Regions from separate parts of the Sus scrofa genome. Here regions 1, 2 and 3 are each linked to region 4. Evidence: chromatin contacts called from public Hi-C, HiChIP or PLAC-seq and promoter capture Hi-C data. All regions are on one chromosome and are shown on one strand. The core of a region is the stretch at or near the end of the contact, and the rest is flanking DNA. Distances in the headings are between cores, read along the strand shown.

The links. Promoter capture Hi-C pulls out the DNA fragments that hold promoters and counts their contacts. Hi-C and Micro-C count contacts between places; a contact is called where the count stands out from the background. HiChIP or PLAC-seq counts read pairs in DNA pulled down with a chosen protein or histone mark.
Region 1: a contact with region 4 is called in an H3K27ac HiChIP or PLAC-seq map of alveolar macrophages. The contact joins the promoter of RPS16 here to the promoter of PAK4 in region 4. A contact is called at or near these places in 4 of 47 Hi-C or Micro-C datasets (mesenteric adipose tissue, retroperitoneal adipose tissue, skeletal muscle and 1 more) and 1 of 2 datasets of contacts at active chromatin or transcription factors (alveolar macrophages).
Region 2: a Hi-C map of embryonic fibroblasts shows a contact between it and region 4, with 5 times the contacts expected there. The contact joins the promoter of ZFP36 here to the promoter of PAK4 in region 4. A contact is called at or near these places in 2 of 5 promoter capture datasets (fetal skeletal muscle and liver), 14 of 47 Hi-C or Micro-C datasets (embryonic fibroblasts, epiblast stem cells, fetal heart ventricle and 8 more) and 2 of 2 datasets of contacts at active chromatin or transcription factors (alveolar macrophages and skeletal muscle).
Region 3: a promoter capture Hi-C map of fetal liver shows a contact between it and region 4, with 2.2 times the contacts expected there. The contact joins the promoter of HNRNPL here to the promoter of PAK4 in region 4. A contact is called at or near these places in 1 of 5 promoter capture datasets (fetal liver) and 1 of 47 Hi-C or Micro-C datasets (liver).

What each region holds. Positions count from the first base shown.
Region 1 is chr6:48,085,228-48,089,710 of Sscrofa11.1, reverse strand. RPS16 (ribosomal protein S16) reads left to right here and starts at 1,343. Exons shown (of 5, transcript NM_001137620.1): 1 at 1,343-1,402; 2 at 1,524-1,625; 3 at 3,467-3,563; 4 at 3,657-3,704; 5 at 3,835-4,027. The coding sequence starts at 1,355. The coding sequence ends at 3,980.
Region 2 is chr6:48,062,466-48,067,459 of Sscrofa11.1, reverse strand. It overlaps ZFP36 (zinc finger protein 36, C3H type, homolog (mouse)), which reads right to left and starts at 3,728. Exons shown (of 2, transcript NM_001168419.1): 1 at 3,674-3,728; 2 at 1,225-2,860. The coding sequence starts at 3,697. The coding sequence ends at 1,904.
Region 3 is chr6:47,653,314-47,658,074 of Sscrofa11.1, reverse strand. HNRNPL (heterogeneous nuclear ribonucleoprotein L) reads left to right here and starts at 2,219. Exons shown (of 15, transcript XM_021094349.1): 1 at 2,219-2,795; 2 at 4,677-4,761. The coding sequence starts at 2,539.
Region 4 is chr6:47,865,954-47,871,044 of Sscrofa11.1, reverse strand. PAK4 (serine/threonine-protein kinase PAK 4) reads right to left here and starts at 1,441. Exons shown (of 10, transcript XM_005664597.3): 1 at 1,232-1,441.

The sequences.
Region 1 (4,483 bases), core at 94-2,593, 220 kb before region 4:
CCCTTTGAACCTTTGACCCCAGATTCAGGGTTGCCAGAGAAACTGAGGCAACCCTGAGATGCCTGCAGCCCTGAGAGGAAGCTCTTGGCTGAGAAGGGAGCATCCTGATTGGTGGGGAGGTCAGGGGGCTACCCAGTTCCTCAGATGGGGTTGGGGGGAGCTGAGGATAAAGGAGGGCGATTTGGCGTGACTCTGTAGGAAGAGGGATTCCAGGATAGGGACCGTGAAGAGGAGGATTTTAGAGGGAGGGTCTCCAAGGAGTGGGGGATTGTAGTGTGTGTGGGGGGGGGGAATTTCAGGGGAGACAATTCCTGGGCAGAGAAGGCTCTGAAGGGAAAAAAATTATTGGGAAAGGTAGATTCTGAGGAAGGGGGCTCTGAAAGGGATGAAGACTTTGTGAAAGGGCATTCTAAGGGGGCAATAATGGGAGAAGTGGATTGGGTAGGAGAGCTTCTGAAGCAAGGGGATTGAATGGGTCATGGGTCCTGAAGAGAGGAAGATTCTGGGGAGAATTATGTGCAGGAGAGAGCCCTGAGTGGAGGGAGAGTCGAGAAAGAGGGAGTCGGAGTTCTCTTGTGGCTTAAGGATCTGGGGTTGTCACTGCAGCAGCTTGAATGGCTGCTATGGCGCGGGTTTGAGCCCTGGCCTGGGAAATTCAACATGGCCTGGGCGCCACCAAAAGAAAAGAGGGAGTCTAGGGTGAGGGCTCTAGGAGGGGGATTTGGGAGTGGGCCTCTCAGAGAATTTTGGGAGGAGAGTCTAAAAAGAAGGAAATTCTGGAGAAAGCTAGATTCTAGGGGAGATGGAAAAGGATTCTTGGGGAGGACTCGCAAAGGAGGTGGGTGTTAGGAGGCAGGGGGATTCTGAATCCTGCCAAGATTTTTTGCTGTGAGTTCCGAAGTAAAGATTCTAATAGAAAAGGATCTAGGTGGGAAGTCTAAAGGGAAGAAGACTGCCGGTGATAAAAAGGTAAGACAAACCTCTTCAGAGTAAACTGAGACTCAACTAGGAATACGGGTGGAGGGAGACTATCAAACAGCTAAAATGCAAACGAGGACCGGCGGTGACCAATGAGGACCAAGGATGTGAAGGACGGTGCTCTTCAGCTTCTCTGTCTGCACTCGAAACCCTTCAGGCCCCGCCCTTTCCCCTCTAGGTCCCGCCCTCTCCGCTCCTTAGACCCGCTTTCCGCGGCTAATCCAAAATCCCGCCCACGAGCCGTAAAGCTCCCTCCTGTCGCGACGCTGCGCACAATGCGCCTGCGCAGACCCTGAAAAGAGGCCAGGGTGGCCCCGCGCTTTCCTTTTCCGGTTGCAGCGCCGCGCGGTGAGGAGCTCTTGTCTAATCTGCAGCCATGCCTTCCAAGGGTCCTCTACAGTCGGTGCAGGTCTTCGGACGCAAGGTAGGCTGGTCGCTCGATGGTAGGGGTGAGGGAAGGAGAGAGACCTGTGGGCAGGGTTCTGAGGTCGACAGGGGAGCTGGGGCCCAGATCTCACGTGGCTTCGCTGTCTTGGTTTCCGCAGAAGACAGCCACGGCCGTGGCGCACTGCAAACGAGGTAACGGCCTCATCAAAGTGAACGGGCGACCCCTGGAGATGATCGAGCCGCGCACGCTGCAATACAAGGTGCTGGGGTCGAGGACAGGCGTCTGGGTTGGGCGGAGGGCTCTGGAGACGGAGATGTTGGAATAGGTCGGTTCCTGGAGTCCGTCGATCTCGGAAGTTGAGGGGTCTGCAGTCAACAATGGGGAAGAAGCTAAATAGGGTACAGAAAAAGGGGTATTTGGCGATGGAGCTAGGTATTGAGGTTCCAGAGATGTTACAGAAGCTGGAATTGAGAGTGAAGACGTGGATTTTGAAGATTAAGCAGGTGCTTCTTGGGTTATTTGTTAGCTCGGTCTGTTGGGAACCGGATGGCATAGGAGTTACCGATGTGGCCTGTTTTCTTTTCTTTTTTTTTGTTTTCTTTTAAGTTAATGGGGGAGTGAGTGTGTTCATTTCTAGAGTATACACTGAGGACAGAAATCAATATTTTGTTCTTCAAACATGGTGATTAGAGTTTGAATGTTGCAGTTTCTCAAGCGTTTCCAGAATAAGCTTTGTTGTGCTTGGAGAGGAGTATCTCTCTTCCCTGTTGAGGCCTGTTTCTTTGGCTCAAAATGGAAAGAACTCTCATGAGTTTGATTTCTACCTCTTTGGGCAAAACAGGAACTTTCCTTCTCTGCCTTGAGTTTATTGTCTGAAATGGGGACAGTTTCAACCTTGTGAAACATTGTGACGGTAAATTGGATTCTCTGAGTAAGCTTGTTGGTGTGTATGAGAATTTAAAAAAAAAAAAAAAAAAAAAGAACCCCAGTAACATCGCAGGAATAGTTAAAACTCAAGGTAGCTCAGAGATCACTTTATCAGATATTGAGCATCGTGGTTCATTCGCAATGTTAGCTTAGTTGAAGGCTTTGTGTTTGCAGCCCGTTGAGTACCCAGATGGCTTCAGGGCCTGCCCTTGAAGAGTTCCCAATCCAGTGGGGAGACAGACTGGACCCAATGCGAAATCGGGTGATAGCTTATTTTTTTTTTTTTTAATTGCTTTTTTAGGACTGCATTTGGAAGTTGCCAAGCTAGGGGTTGAATCAGAGATAGAGCTGCCACCCACACTCACTGAGCGAGGTCACGTATTGAACCCCAGTCCTCGTGGATGCTAGTTGGATTCATTTCCACTGCACCGTAATGGGAATTCCTAGTTGCGATTTTTCTGGAAGTCTGTGAGACCCAAGAGAGGGCAGAGAGCTCAGGTGGGGAAAGCACCTCACAGCCCTGGAGTGGCTTTTCAACTCTGAGGCAGCCTTAGTGCTTGCAAGTTGAGTATAGTTGACTTACAGTGTTATATTGGTTTCAGTTGTGCAGCAGAGTGCATGGTCACTCATATACATGTACTCATTCTTTTTTCCTATACAGGTTAATACAAATTACTGAGTAGATTTTTCTGTGCTGTACAGTAGATTCTCATTAATCGTCTCTTTTATTTTATATAGTAGTGTGTGTATGTTAATCTCATTCCAGTTCTTTTCCCGCCCAACAGTTTCATGTACGGTAACCATAAAATTGATTTTTATTAGATTCCACACATAAGGGCTCTCATATTTATTTTCCTCTGACTTCTCTCACTCAGTATGATAATCTCCAGGTGCATCCATGTTCCCAAAAATGGATAATCTAATTAACAGAGAGCTGCAGAGGAGGGAACCCAGCTCAGGTTTCAGGTTGCCTTCTACAGCCTCTCTGTCCTGGAACCCTCCCTGCTGTGCTGGCTGTGAGGGTGTTGAATAACAGCTCAACCCTCTTCTCCTAGTACTCTGAAGCCAGCAGTACAGAAGCTGCTTGGAGACACCTGTGGAGGAATGCTCAGTAAAGTGGCTCTGCCGCCCAGGTTATGATCTAAAAGCCTGTCACGCTTCCTGTTGCTCTAGCTACTGGAACCTGTTCTGCTTTTGGGCAAGGAACGATTTGCTGGTGTGGACATCCGAGTCCGGGTGAAGGGTGGTGGTCACGTGGCCCAGATTTACGGTGAGTCCTGGGAACCGGGCACATGGGTGAGGGTGGCTCTTGGGTGTTCATAAGGCTGATGCACCCTTTTTTGTATGTTTGTCTCCCTCACAGCAATCCGCCAGTCCATCTCCAAAGCCTTGGTGGCCTATTACCAGAAATGTGAGTGGGTCCTTCCCATCGGGTGGGTGGGGCAAGTCAAGGCCCAGCTCTGGCCCTCTGGCATTTAGCTCCAGAGGGGAAAGGAGGCTTCCTGGCTTGTCTAAATCTTCATCCATCCTTTTATCCCCAGATGTGGATGAGGCTTCCAAGAAGGAGATCAAAGACATCCTCATCCAATATGACCGGACCCTGCTGGTAGCTGATCCTCGTCGCTGTGAATCCAAAAAGTTTGGAGGTCCTGGCGCCCGTGCCCGCTACCAGAAATCTTACCGATAAGCCCATCGTGATGATCAGCGTTCAGCTTTATAATAAAAACATTTGTGGGATTTAAGGTTTCGGGGACTATGCTCTGGTCTTTTGTGGTGGGTTTTCGTCTAAAAGGAATTCAGGGGTGTAACTGGATGGGGAGCAGACCTGGTCCCAGTTTTCCTGCACCTCCACTGTGCGGGCATAGCTGAGCTGAGTGTGCATCCAGGCCGTGGGTGGTAATAGGGTATCCCTGGGAGTTTGCCTTTTTTCATTTCTTTTGGTCCTGTTCGTTTTTTCTTTTTTGGCTGCCCCGGCCAGCGATCAGATCTGAGCCATGGTTGTGGCAATACTAGATCCCTAAACCACTGTGCTGGGCTGGGGATTGAATCTGCATCTCAGTGCTCCTAAGATACCACCAGTCCCATTGCATTGCAGCGGGAATTTTTTTTTTTTTTTTGGATGTGCTATTTTATTTTATTTACTTTTAGGGCCACACCCATGGCAAATGGAGGTTCCCAGGCTAGGGTCTA
Region 2 (4,994 bases), core at 2,479-4,978, 190 kb before region 4:
GAGGGAAGAAGGGGGGATGGGAGAAGGCGGAGGAAGGGGGGATGGGAAGGAAATTGAAGCGGGGGGATAGAAGACGGAATGGGGGCAGGAAGGGAAGGACATTAAAAGGGGAAGGGGAGAAGGGCGCTGGGGAAGGGCTGGAGTAGGGGGGAAGAAGGGGAGAGGAAGGGAGGAGGGCCTGGGGAGGAGGAACTGAGAGAGAGGAGGAGGGGTGCAGTAGGGAGAGAGGAGGAGAGGGAAGTGGCGCGGGGGGAAGAGGGGGAAGGAGAGGAAAGGGGTCGAGGCGGAGGGAGGCCTCCGCGGAAGGGGGGCGGGCCGCAGGCACTGACGCGGGGCGGCTTCCGGGCGCGGGGCGCTGGGCTCCTCCGCCCCAGGGTGGTTCCCGCCGCCCTTTGCCTTGTATGGTCCGAGGACGCCGCTCTCCCCCGGGGCCCCGCCCTGACGCGGCCGCGACCCACAAACCCTGGCCTCGCTACCGCGACCCCCACCCCGCCTGGAACGTGAGGCCGCGAGCTTCCGCGGCTCAGAATCGTCGAGGTCCCGCAATCCCGAACTGCCCGAACCCCGACCGGCCAAGATTCCGGAATTCCGAGGTCCTAGGGGCGCGGAAAGCCAGTTCTGAACGTTCTGGGACCCCAAGGGTCTAGAAGTCGCCAAGAGACCAACGCTGATTCCAAAACGTTGAGATCCTAGAATCCTGAAACTTTCAAGCTGTCCCCCCGACACTCCCGCGTCCTGGAAGGCCGGGCGGTGAGACCCCAGGACGCCCCAGCTTCCGGGGCCACCCCTCCCCCACCCGCCGCGCCCGCCCTGGGCTCGCGCCCCGGCACATTCCGTCCTCCCCACTCCGCCCTGCCCTCCTCCCTCGGGCCCGTAGGGACGGAAACATCCCGTCCCCGCCCGCGTCTGGCCGAGAGCTGGGTCAAAGAGCCCGGCGGGACAGGAGCGCCGGCGCCCCCCCACCCCCACCAACGCCCGGGAACTGGCTCTCCCGGTTTCTCCCGGGTGACCTCACCTGGCCCCGCCCTCTCAGGTGAACGGCCGGGGCAAGTGACGTCACTTCCTGCCAGGTAAGCGCCGCAGGCGGCTCAGCTCCAGGAAGGTTTGGAGGAGCTAAGGGCGGACTCTACCCCGCTTCTAAAAAGGTCCACACCCTCCTCCCCTCTCTGACCGCCTCTAGACCGCAGAAGAGCCAGGATTCCAACTTACAGATTTCTTTTATTTAAAAATTCCAAAAAACACAAAAATAAACTTTTAACAATATATTATTACTTAATATATTATTATAGTATACTTACTTATAACAATAATTATTCCATTGTTTCCAATATTACAAAAAAGAGGAAGAAAAATACAGGGAAGCAGACGACCCAATATATATAAATACTATAAAATCTATTAGAATAAATAAAGTCGTCATAAATAAAGGGCCCAAAGGCGAGGGCGGGAGAGCAGGGGGTTGACGCTGGCTTTGGCTACTTGCTTTTGGAGGGAAATTTGAGCACCAGGATACCCCCTCAGGGGAGGCTCCAGTAACCATCAAACACTGGCACCTCCGTGTCTAGGGAAAAGTGGAAGGGGGCAGAGGGGGGCTTATTATTCACAGCATTGGGCAGGGGAGAGGTGGGAGGAAGAGGGTTCACTGCCTCCCTCAGATTTGCTACATCTTTTTTTAAGACCCCAAACACTCCTCCCCCCTAATACCATGACCACCTGAGCTCACACACTGGGGACCTGCCCCAGCATGCGGTCAGGGGAGTGAGTTAATGCACTCTGGAAAGTGAGGGGAGCTACTTGATTAAGTCCCTCAGTTCTCCACAGCCCTGGGACCCCTTGTGGTGCCCACAGCACAAGAGAAATGGCCCCCTTAAGATCCAGCTCATCTGTACTGGGCAGGCACTTGTCACTCAGAAACAGAAATACGATTGAAGATGGGGAGTCTTCGGGGAACTGCAGTTGGCTGGGGTGGCCCCAAAACCCCGGCATCGAAGACAGGTGAATCGGATCCCCCCAGGCTGCTGCCACTGCTGGCATATTCGTCAGGATCAGATCCCAGGGAGTGTGCAGAGGGGCTCCGAGGCAGGCCACCCAAGGGCCCCCAGATGCTGCTGGGAGTGGCCCTTCGGCAGGACGGGCAACAGGCCGGGGTGGGGTCCCTTCGGGCCACAGGGGTCCCAGGGGCAGCAGAGAAGGCAGAAGGTGAAAGTGGAAGGTCCCCAGGTGGTGGTGGTGGGGAGCTGGAGGGCGAGAAGGAGCATGAGGACAGGGAAGGGCCTGCTAGGCCGGGTGGTGGTGGCGAGGTTCGGCGACCGGAGGGCAGGCCTGAGAAGCTGATACTCTGGCGCAGCACATGCGGGTGACCGGGGGCAGCCAGGTCTTCGCTGGGGTTGTGGATGAAGTGGCAGCGAGAGCCGTAGGGGCAGCGGCCCTGGAGGTAGAACTTGTGGCAGAGTTCCGTCTTGTACTTGGGGTGGCGGCTGGCCTGGCGCAGCTCGCCCAGGCCATGGGCAAACTGGCACTTGGCCCCATAGCGGCAGCGCCCGCTCTCTGAGAAAGTCCGACATAACTCAGTCTTGTAGCGGGAGGAGGTGGTGGGGGTCGAAGTTGGCGAGGTGGGTGAGGGCGACAGTTCAGGGCCTGGGCGGGGAGCCAAGGGTGCAAAGCCTGGGGGTGGGGGCACCCAGCCGCAGCTGCGACCTTCCACCAAGCTGGTGGAGCGACCAGGTAGGCGGGCAGCGACCCCAGCCGGGCTGGAATCGGATGAGTTGAGGCTCCACAGTCCCGCGGTGGCCCAGCCCGGGCTGGACTCAGTCTCTCCGTGGTCGGAGGATGGCAGGTCAGGGCTCAGCGACAGGAGGCTCTGTGGGAACAGGGATGGGTTAAGACACCGAAAATACAGGGTGACGCCCCGCCCCCAGCTGCAGAGCACCTAAAAGCTTGCCAGTCCGGTTTGTGGGTTCCTGGCTAGAACTCCACCCGCCCGCAGGAAAAAAATACGGGTTCCGGATCGCAAGAATCTCGATTCGGAGGTTCTGAGTTTATATTCGCGACTTAAGCTCATCCCGAGGGGCCCAGGAATCCCGGCTGCCCGGCAGGATCAAGTCAGGACACACACCGCTGTCTTCCAATTTTAAGCCTCTGGGCCTCTCGGGATCTGACTACACTCATCGGGTTCTCCAGTTTCACAAGTTGGAGACGCGAACAAAGTTAACCCAGGAGTGCGGACCTCTTGGGTTTTAGAGTTCCCAGAGTCGTCCTCTGGGTTAGGGAGTGGGGAAGCAGAAGTCGGCTTCCCCTCTCCGAGACTCTAGCCCCAGAAACGCCTCCGCGCAAAACCGCGCCCTCAGCAACTACTAGGGGTAAGCCAGGTGTGGGGCCATTTCCGCCTCCAGACAGCCCCAGCCTGAGAAAAGCCCTCCAGCTTTCCACTTCCGAAGGCCAGCCCACCCGTGTTTGGGCTGAGACCACAAAGTCACGGGCTCCATTTTCACCTCCAGAGGATCACACTGGTCTGAGAAGAGGCAGGATCCTCCCGGCCGGAGTGCGAAGCGCTAAAGAGCTTAGTTTGAGAAGGGAGCCAGAGTCCCGGGAGGGAGTTTGCGGCGCTAGAGGGTGAGACTTGAGAAAGGAGTCAGGCATGGGGACTCCGGGGTGCAAATCAGCGGGGGCTCACCTCGTAGATGGCGGTGAGATCCATGGCGGCGCAGAGGGCCGAAGGCTGAGGGGCCGGCCAAGAGTGGGAGCGCTGAAGTCAGGCTACAGCGGGGCCCGCACAGTGGCTGCATTTATTCAGCAGGAGGGGGCGTGGCCTCGAGAGGGGCGGGCCTGGGCGGGCGGGGCCAGGAGGGGCGCTTCCCGGACGCACCGCCCCAGCACAGCCCGCCCGGCCCAGGACCAGTCCCCTTCCGCCCGGCTGCGGGCCGGGACTTGCCTGATCCGGGTCCGCGGGCGATCGCGACCCCGCGGGGAGTGTGTGGGGTGAGGGGTGTCGGCCCAGTTTTCAAAGCTGGAGCCTGAGGCGCGGAGAAGGGAACTGGGACAGAGGTGGGGGCGGGGCAGGGCCCCTGGGGGAATTGACCGGGGCAGAGGCCAACGGACGGGGGCGGGGAGAGGCCCACTGAGTGCAAAAGACAGAAATGGAGGGAGGCAAAAAGACAAACACTGGGAGACAGACAGACACACACACACAGAGACGCACACAGAGGGGAGACGGGTACAGAGAGGGAGAGGGGGTAGAGAGAAGGAAGGTGGGGAGGCAGAGATAGAAAAGACGAGATATAGACGGTCCCAGACGGCAAATTCAGAGCAAGAAGTGGGGGGGGGGCACATAAAGAAACAGAGAAAAAGGGAGAAGGGAGGGGGGGAGAAATAAACATCCACAAACAGAAATTCTCAGGAGCAAGATGAAGAGACCAATAGGCCCGATGGAGAATTCTTTTGAGACCTGCCAGCCTGACATGGTCTCGCTCCCAAATTATCCAGGTCCCAAGACCTGTACCGCCCCACTCACGAGGGTAGGAGGAGCGCTGCCCCGACACCTGGCTGGAAAGGGGCCTCTTTCCCCAGTTCCAGGGCTTCTGTGACCTCTCACCCTCAAATATATAATGGCAATTCTAACCGCTACCTCTGGGTTAGGCATGAAAGTGCTTTACGTACATTAACTCAAGGAGGTATTATGCCCATTTTCTACACAAGGAAACCCAGGCACAGAGAGGCCAAGTTATTCTCCAATTAGTAAATGACAACAGCTTAATAACAGGGCCTTGAATTATGTTACGAGTTTGCACTCCGAGAAGCTCAAGATAGGAAAAGGTTGGAGATCTCTTGTTATGGTGGAGGGTTTTCTTGGTGGAAAGCCGTCTGGAGGTGGAAAAAGTGGGTCATCATCAGCTAATAGTCGGATGGGTCTCAAGAAAAAGGGACGTGCCTTGAGAGAACGCTAAATTTGCACAAATCACTCCCCCTATTGGCAAATTTTTTACTGTCAAGGGGTT
Region 3 (4,761 bases), core at 970-3,469, 210 kb after region 4:
GGCTGACCAGAAGGATTAAGGCGTGATTCTCAAGCAACTGTGCGACTTTCTGTGAGGGATAGGGGCGGGGGGGGGGTGAGGGCTTGGGGGTGTTTGGAGAAAAGGGACGCGAGAGTCTTCCCGTTCCTTTTTTACGCTGCTTCCTCCATTCAACGCGGAGCACCTCTCGGTCTCCCCACCTCTACCGCCCCCCCTTTCTTTTTTTCCTGGCTGGAAAGAGGTCGTGGTCCCTTTAAGGCCCGCCCCTCCCTCCCCCAAAACTTCCCAGTGTCTGCTCTTTTCGATCTCGGACGGCCGGCCAGGCTCGCCGCCGAACTGGTAGGGACTCGGGGCGAGGGGTCGGGCAGCGGTGCGGGGGGATCGTAGGGGAGGCGCCGCCCGTGGCCCGAGCGCATGGGGTGGGGGAGGGGCAGGGGCCGGCAGCGCGGGGGTGCAGATAACACGGCCACCGGGTCGCCCGCCACCGGCGCGCAGGGGCGGGCGAGCTGCCTGGAAGGTGCCGTGAGAGAGACGGTTCCGTCGCGTCCCGTCGCCGCGCGCCGGCGCGAGGGGCGTCCGGGCAGGGCGCGGGGGCGGGGAGGGGAGGGGCCCCTCTCTCCCCTCCCCCCACCGCATTCCTCTGACGTCGGGACCTTGGGACCCCGCCTTTCAGTGGGACCCGCCCCGCCTTTGCACCGCAGCACAGATCACGTGTTGGCGCCCAGCGGTCCCCCATTTCTATTCTCCGCCCTTTCGGGTCTTCCCGGGGTGATTGGGAGCTGTTTTAGATCCCCACAGCCCAATCCTCAACTTTTTTCTCTTTCCAAACCCGCGGACCTACCAGGCCTGGTCCCAATATCTTAGTGCCACTGATCCCATTTCTAACTTAGTTTCCACCGGGACCTCCATTTCGGGAACTCCCTTTCACCCGGATGGAAAGGTTCCGGAGCATCTTTAGGGGGGCCGCCCCCGCATTTCCCACTACTGTCTCCTCTCTTCTTGACTGCTTCTTCCTTCCCACCAACAGGCAGCCCCATAACCTTAGAGCCCACAGGGTGGCATCCTAGGTCAGCTCCCGCCCCGCCCCGCCCCTGGTTCCAACTATTGGGCGTTGTTGGACTCTAGAGACTGAGAGAGGGTGTCCTCTGAGGGTTGGCCCGGCCCTAAGAAAATGAGGCCCACTGGACGCTTAGAACTACTCCCTTTGCAGAGTGCTAATGCTAGCACTTTGCTGGGTGCTACATACACCTTGCGTTTGGTAGATAGGCCAGTCTAAGGCAGAGGCGGGGACCACCCTTCCCTTGCCCACACAGAACCAACCCACCCAGAACCAAACTGTGATAACCCTGTAAAGGCTGTCGTGTGAAAATCATTGGGCTGAGTGATCAGGGATTATCATGGGGGAAGCCCTGCGGTCTGGGCTGGTAGGGACTAGGGACACTTTCAGAGTGAACTGAGCACGGGCTAGAGAAATTTATTCCTTAGTTCTGGGGTAGTGGAGAAAGTGTCGTTTGGAAAGGCGTGCTTGGCCAAAGATCGAGAGGTGCGCGAAAAATCCTTTTCTTTCTGCAAACTGAGTTATTGTGGCTGAATTTAGAGGTGGAGTGGTGAAAGAATGCCGGCAAACCGGACAGGGTTAGACGGTTGGCAGCAGCAAATGGTTTTATACTGAGAAAAAGGTCAGACAGGGACTTTTAAAAACAATTCCTCTGGCACTGTGAAAGTTAGAGATAGAGAGGAATAGGATATAGTGACGGGGACAGAGCTACACTGGCCGTTTCCCTGTAACTTGGTGTAGGTCTCCAGTGCTGCTCACAGCAAATCAAAAACTACTCAAGGTACTTCAGGCCTTCGCTCCTTTGGAGGGCTGCCCCGCCTTCGGAGGCGCCAGAAAGCAGTTCGCGCATGCGTCCTCGCCTCCCATCCTTTCCTTGACTGCGCCAAAGAGCGCCTACGGGCCTGGGATGGGCTCCCCTTTCCACCCAATCAGGGCCCACCAGTGGTCCTACAATCTGGTGAGAGGATTCCACTCTCAAATGACTAATCGGGTGGAGACCCAGACGACGGACATCTACAGCAGCCAGTAGTGAAAAGCAAAAGGGAGGGGCCTCCTTCTCTCCTTGTAGAGAGGCTGGGGAAGGGAGTCGCTGCGACTGGATGACTAAGGGCTCTCCGTTTGATGGACGAGGGAGAAAACCAGTAAGAGCGGGAAGGAGGCGGGGCTTTTCAGGAGCTTGGGGAGCGCCGCTCCTATCAGGTACTCCAAAGGAGGCCAGGCTGTGCCAGAAATCCGACCTATCAAATTGGAGTTTATTTTAAGGCGGTGGGGTCGGCAAAATAACTTGCAGAAAGCGCTCGCCTATAAGGAGTGTCCCAGACAAACGAGGGCGGGCGCTCTTGCAGAACGGCGTGGCCTTTATCCTATAGGCACGCAAGGCGGACGGAGGCTTCCCCTCCCGCCGCGGCGGGACCAGTGGCTCCCCTATCGGGTGGGGGCGGCGAGTGACGGGCGTGTCCCTCCCCCAATGAGAGGCGGGGGGAGGCGGGTTCTGCGCCGCCATGTCGCGGAGGCTGCTGCCCCGGGCGGAGAAGCGGCGTCGGCGGTTGGAGCAGAGGCAGCAGCCGGACGAGCAGCGGCGGCGGTCCGGAGCGATGGTGAAGATGGCGGCGGCGGGCGGCGGAGGCGGCGGTGGCCGCTACTACGGCGGCGGCAGTGAGGGCGGCCGGGCCCCTAAGCGGCTCAAGACTGACAACGCCGGCGACCAGCATGGAGGCGGCGGCGGCGGTGGAGCCGGGGCGGCGGGCGGCGGCGGCGGGTGAGGCCAGGGCCCTAGGCGCCGGAGACGGCCGGGGAAGGGAGGGAAGATTGCCAATCTAGAGAGTATTAATTTTAGGTGGCTGAGTCTGTGCGCACGCGCCCAGGCCCTCGCCCTGAAGGACGGGGTGGGGTGGGGGAGGGGCAGACGTTGGGCAAACGGCGGGGTTTGCGCGAGGACAGGCGCTTGCGCGTGCGCGGTATCCCGAGGTGGGGGGTGGAGGAAACTGCTCGCGCTGCGGCTGGCGCATTGCGCAGGCGCCGCGGGCTAGCTTGTGGGGGCCAGGCACGCGGCCTGGCCGTTTTTCTCTATCGTTTTCCTGTCTGGCCCCCTGCGCAGGCGCACTGCTCCTGCCCCGGCCTCGTGGGCGGTTGTTGGGGGGGGGCACCGCGGGGAGCGCGTGGGCGGTGGCATTTTTCTCTGCTTGAGTGGGGAATTCTGCCTGATCGTTTTTAGTTTTTGTAGCGTCATGGTTTGTCCCTGTACAGAAACTCATTTATTTAAGGATGTTTTTTTAGACCAGGATATGTTCCTCGTTTTTGTGGGCATCGAAAACCGGAAGAAGGGCTTGTGAAAGGTCTTGGGCGTTTAGAAGTTTAAGCCAAGCTTTGGAGTTATCACAAGTTTGCTTACAATTTCTAGGGGTTAACTGGATGCAGTCAGTTTCTCGAATCAAAATGTTCTCTGAGGGTGGGCATTTTGGAAGGGATTGGAGCCTCTTCAATCCCCTAGGCGGAAGAGGCTACCAGTTGTTACTGCTGGCCTGGAACCCGGTTCCTCCTCCCTGGAAGTTCATGAAGTCCTCTCCTGGTCACGGTCAGCCGTTTGCCGGGTTTTCCAGGTTTTAATAGCACGCTGTAGCTGTGATTTACTAGCATTTAAACTGTTCCAGGTCTTGTTCCGTGCGCTTTAAAGTTATCTCAATTGAATTCTTGACACTCCTGTAGGAGATAGGGCGTGGTATTACTGTTGAGGTGAAGTAAATCCGTCCAGGTCCCGTAGCTGTTGCAGGGAGGGGTTGGGATTAGGGGCCCTGGAACTCCAAATCGCTGAGCTGGTAGCCATCTGAGCTGGTAGCCATCGAGCGGGTGTGCCTCCTGTGGTTTGTGTGGTTCATTCCTGAAATAGAATCCGATTCTGTTCCGTTCCATGGGCTTCTGCCTGGTAGTTCAAGCGGCAGGCTGGGCCCAGAGCTGGGCAGAGGTAGAGAAAGTTACTTTCCTTTTGATTTCCCAGAGGCTGTGGGTGGAAAGATTCTTCCTTCCCTTGGGAAGGGAACTGTCTTGGTTTTTAGTGATACAGGTTGGAGTTTTGTTTTCCTGAAAAACTTTTCCTTTACCTAAGTTGGGCCTAAGTAGAATTTTCCAACACAGATGTTGGTGGGAGAATAATTAACGGCCAGAAGCAGCCAAGACTGGCCTGTTAGCTTCTGGAGCTGCTGGACCTGGGGATAAGTGGTGAGGGATAGCAATGCTTGGCTAGGTTGGAAGGACACAGAAGCTGGAGTGGATGTCCTGGTTCAGACTGGAGCAGCAAATTGAGTTTTTTTGTCCGTGATGTTCTCTTTCCAAGCCATTCTTTTCCCACATTTCCTTGACCAGCAGGAACAGACAGGTTTTGGGAGGAATATAAAATGGAACTTGCTTAGTCCTCCATTTTGCCATCCTCAGAAGCTACAGTGAGAACCATGAGGCAAGTGGCCATACACTCAGGCCATGTGCTCTGCTGGCCCAGAATCCTTTTGGGGTAATTGGTCCCCTTGTCTGCCCTGTGTGTCCTCCTTGGCTCAAATGCTTTGACTGGGACCCCAACAGCACAGAAGCTCATAGGCCGCCATTTTGTACAGCAGAAAGTGAAGTCTTATTTTTGCTTCTTTTCTCAGGAGAACTACGATGATCCACACAAAACCCCTGCCTCCCCAGTTGTCCACATCAGGGGCCTGATTGACGGCGTGGTGGAAGCTGAC
Region 4 (5,091 bases), core at 192-2,691:
AACACCCGACTCTGTCCAGGGTACCGCCCCAGGACCCCCGCCAGAAGCCTGTCAGACTCCCTCGGACTCTGGGCCACCCACAAACACCCCATCCCACAGGCCCAGGGGAGCCTCTCCTCCCAGATCACACCCCTCCATGGAGGCCAAAGAGACAGCCCTGCCCAGCCCAGCCCCCTGCTTCCAGGAACAGACCTTCAGCAAGCTACGATGTGGTGACTAGGGCCAGGAGCTCTGGGGTCATTCAAGATTCAGCTTGGAATCTGCTTCTGTCACTCAGTAGAAACTCTTTGAGCCTCACTTTGTCTGTCTGTAAAGTGGGTCCATCTGGTACCCACTTCACAAGATTATGGTATAAGTCCGGGCACACAGGGCGCTGAGTACAATGTTAACTCTCATTAAGCATCAACCAACATCATGAGAATCTGAGAGCCTGCGGAGCCTACAACTCTGAACCCCGAGTTCAAATCTGAGCTGCACCACTTACTCATGAGAAGACCCTGGGCAAATCACTTAACCTCTTAATAATGGCACCAAGCCCATAAGGTTGTGTTCACGATCAAAGGTAATGTAAAGCATTTAGAACAGAGCCTGACACACAGTAAGTGCTCTAGGAGTGTTTGCTCTTATTTTCATCATCTGTGGGAGGAGGGCTTTCTCCTCTTCCCCTCCCCCGCCCCCCCCCGCCCCCGCAGGAAGCACCCTTGACCTTGTTCTTGAATGTCCTACCCCTCCTCTTCAGCAACACGTCCCACCTGGGTTTTAACTTCTGACCCCTGAGAACATCACCTGTCGGGCCACCAGGTTCTGATCTTTGCCCCCTTTGGTCAGGCCCCACTTTTGATCCCATACAGATGTCCCCCAACCTAAATCTCATTCATTTGCTCCACTAGCTGCTGCCCTAAACCTCCAACTCTCAGACCCTCGCAGGCACATCCTCCCTTCAAATTGACCCCCATTTTTTTAGACATTCGCCCCCCTGCCCCTCCAACACGCTCCTACTTCAAATTTCCAATTTTGCACCCCTTCGCCACGCCCCCTTTGCTACCACGACCTCTGACCTACTCTACACCTCCCCCCTGTTCAACGTAGACCCGCGACCCACCCACGACGCGACCCTTTCCTTCGCGAGTCAACTTTGACCCCAGCGGCCCCGCCCCCTATTCCCGTAAACGCTCTCCCACCGCCATCGCCGGACCCCCCCCACGTCGCCTGGCCAGATCGCTTATCCTACCGGCTCGGCACCGCAGTCGCTCGCGGCCTAGCTGCTCGGCCCGGAACTTGGCGCGCTCACGCCGCCCTCAGCTCTCTTGCGCCGCCGCCACCACGGCCACTGCTGCCGCCATGTTGAATCCCCAACGAACATCCGGGGCTTTCCCCCCTCGCCGCCCACCAGTCCCCATAGCAACGGGGCTGACCGGCCCGGGGCAGGGCCGGCTCAGGGGCGGAGCTGGGTGCCCGGCAGGGTCCGCTCCAGCCTCTGATTGGTGAAGATCGTCCAATCGGAAACCTTAGGGAGGAAAATGCCAAGCCGGGATTGGAAAATTTGGAAAGGGTGCGGGGAGGCTGGCTCCAGCCGGCTGAGATTCTTAAAGGGGAAAATGGTTAGGCGCCTGCAACAGTCCTTCCCACCTTCTCTCAAAAGCAGTCATGGGGGGTAGAAGGCAGGCATGGGTGATTATGGCCAGAAACAGCTTTTGAACTTTTACTATGTGCCAGACACCCCGTCAAGTGCTTTACTTGCATTATCTTGCTGAATACTCGTCACAACCCTGTTATTAATATCCGTTTTACAGATTAAAAACTGAGGTTCAGCGGGGCGAACTAGCTCAGTTGGGATCATAGTCAATAAATAGTGAGTTTGGACGACCTTTGTCTGTCTGAGTCCGGGAACTTGACCTGGAACCAGGACACTGATTGATCTTAATCTTTTTAATAAGTTTTTTCAAAAGTATTTATTTGATTTGTTGGAGTTCCCGTCGTGGCTCAGTGGTTAACGAATCCGATTAGGAACCCTGAGGTTGCGGGTTCGATCTCTGGCCTTGCTCAGTGGGTTAAGTATCTGGCCTTGCTGTGAGCTGTGCTGTAGGTTACAGTTGCTGTTCGGATCCCACGTTGCTGTGACTCTAGTAGGGCGGCATCTACAGCTTCGATTCGACTCCTAGCCTGGGAACCTCCATATGCCGCGGAGGGGCCCTAGAAATGGCAAAAAGACGAAAAAAAAAAAAAAAAAAGAAGTAATTGATTTGTTTAAAAAAAAAAAAAAAAAAAAGGAGGGGGAGGAGGATGGGAAACCCCCGTAAACTAAACATTTTTTTCCTGGATTTCACTCACTGGTCTCCAGCCACTTTGCTAAAAAAAAATCAAGTACTCATCTACCTCAAGGTCATTGCATTGACTATTCCTTTTGTTGGGCATAGACTCTCCCCCCTGGTACCTTCATGGCTCCGTCCCTTCTCTTCTTCAGGGTTTTACTCAAATGTCACCTTATCAGTGGGACTGTTCCTGCCCACCCTGACTAAAGCAGCCAAAGTCCCTCTCACATGCTACTAAACCACTTACCTTCTCTGCTTTTTCTTATTTTTTGTTCCTCTTATCACGTTCTAACAGGCTAGATGATTAGCTAATCATAGTTATTGTTTTTCTCCTGCTGGAATGTCAGCTCCATGAGAGCATGGATTTTTGTCTGTTTTGTTCACTGTGGGCTGCCCATTTGTTGAATGGATGGTTGGATGAGGTGTAAAGCCACTTTTTCAGAGATACTCTTAAATGTTTAGTGCATCTTCCCTGCCCTAGCACAGTGTCTAGCGCATGGTGGGCATTTAATTAACATCTGTAGCAGCAATGAATGAGTGACTGTGTAATGAGGTTTTTTTGTTTTTTTGTTTGTTTGTTTGTTTTGGCCACCCAGTGGCATATGGAGTTCTGGAGTTCCAGGGCCAGGGATCAAATCTGAGTCACAGCAACATCGGCTCCTTAACCCACGATGCCGGGGATCAAACCTGTGTCTAAGTGCTCCCAAGATGCCCATGATCCCTTTGTGCCATAGTGGGAACTCCAATGAGTTTTTTTTTTTAAACCTATACCTTTATCTACTGTTTTTTGTTTGTTTGGTTTTGGTTTTTTTCTCCCTGTTTTGGCATATCCAAGGCATAAGTAGTCTCTGAGCTGGGGATCAGATCCCAGCCTCAGTTGCCTAGGCCATAGCTGCGGCAATGCCAGACTCTTAACCCACTGTGCTGGACCTGGGATCCAACCTGTGTCCCAGGCTCCAGAAATGCCACCAGATCTTGTTGAGCCACATCAGGAACTTTATCTAAGTTTTTTTTAAAAAACTGGTATTGGAAACACACATTTATAAGGAATTTTGTATCTTTTAAACACAAGATTATAAATATCACCAGTATCTTTCCGTATCGTTAAATATTCTCCAAGAACATTCATTTTAATGGCTGCATAAGATGCCATTCTACCAGTGAACAGCAATGTGTTTGAACCATTCTTTCTTGCTGCACATCCAAACGCTGATAAATATTTTGCTGTTATAAATGAGTCACATACACCCCTATCCAAGTGGCTAAATATTTGTGCACATCTCTAATTATTTCCTTTGAACAGATTATCACAAATGGTACAGCTGGGTCAAAGGAAATGTACGTCTTTAAGCTTTAATAATAGTAACGATTCCCAGGCTTCAAACATTTCTATGCACCGATGCATGGTGCTAAGCCGGGTAAGTTAAACAGCAGGGGCTGTGGTTATTCCTGCTTTGCAGAGGAGGAAACTGAGGCTTACAGAAGTAACTTCATTTGCTTAAAATCACACACTGGACTCATCCCCCGCTTTGACGCCCAGGCATGGCGCTCGCTAACTGCCCTCTGCTGCCTCCCCATGGCCTGGGACACACATTGCCAAATTGCGCTGCAGGGATTCGGATCAGACTCCTGCCTGCGTGGAGGGAATATGCCCTTTAATGTATCCTCGCTCCAGCATTAAACATTCTTGCTTTTCTGTTCTTTTGAAGTCTTTATGTCTTACCAAGTCTCTGTTTTCAAAAAAGCAAATCTAGTAACTGAGATGACAGCACTTTATTCAGGTGAGGGAGAATGGCCAGGTGCACCCGTTGCCTGTTCCATGCCCTGCACACAATTCAGAACCGTGTTTGGGGAAGCCCTCTCGTGACTTAGTTGAGCATCTCAGGCAGAGATCAGAGCCACAGAACAAGTCTAGTGGCAGCCTTACCCCAAGGGCTTCCTCAGGGCCATGAGAGAGATCAGGCCCCAAAGAGCCTCCTTTTTTATTTTTATGTTTTTATTTTTTGGTCTTTTTAGGGCCACACCTGCGGCATATGGAGGCTCCCAGGAGTCAAATCAGAGCTGTAGCCGCCATTCTACACCACAGCTCATGGCAATGCTGGATTCTTAACCCACGGAGTGAGGCCAGGGATCAAACCTGCAACCTCATGGTTCCTGGTCGGATTTGTTTCCACTGCACCACAATGGGAACTCCCAAAGAGCCTCCTTCAGAGGGTTTCCTGGAGGCGTTGGTGAAGAGGTAAGAGCCAATGAATGGAAGGTGAGGAGAGTGAGGAGGATTTGGCCTCATAAAAATGATAAATTTCAATACATCAAGGAAAAAAAAATCAATATAATAGCAAGCAAAGCTTTTCTGTCCTTTATATGTAAAGAGCATTTACAAATCGATAAGAACATATGATAGAAAAATAGGCAAAGAACAGGAGCCCAGATTTAAAATGCAGACAATGAATAAGAAAAAAAACCAGAATTGGAATTCCCATTGTGGCATTGCCCTGAGCTGTGGTGTAGGTGGCAGACGTGGCTCGGATCCTGCGTGTTGCTGTGGCTGTGGTGTAGGATGGCAGCTGTAGCTCTGATTTGACCCTTAGCCTGGGAATTTCCATATGCCAAGAATGCGGCCCTAAAAAGCAAGGAAACAATTTAAAAAAAGAAAGAAAGAAAGAAAAGAAAAGAAAAAAAGAATTGGAGTTCCTACTGTGGTGCAATGGATTAAAGGTACAACTCCAGGGAGTTCCTGTTGTGGCTCAGAAAGTTAAGAACTCAACACAGTGTCCGG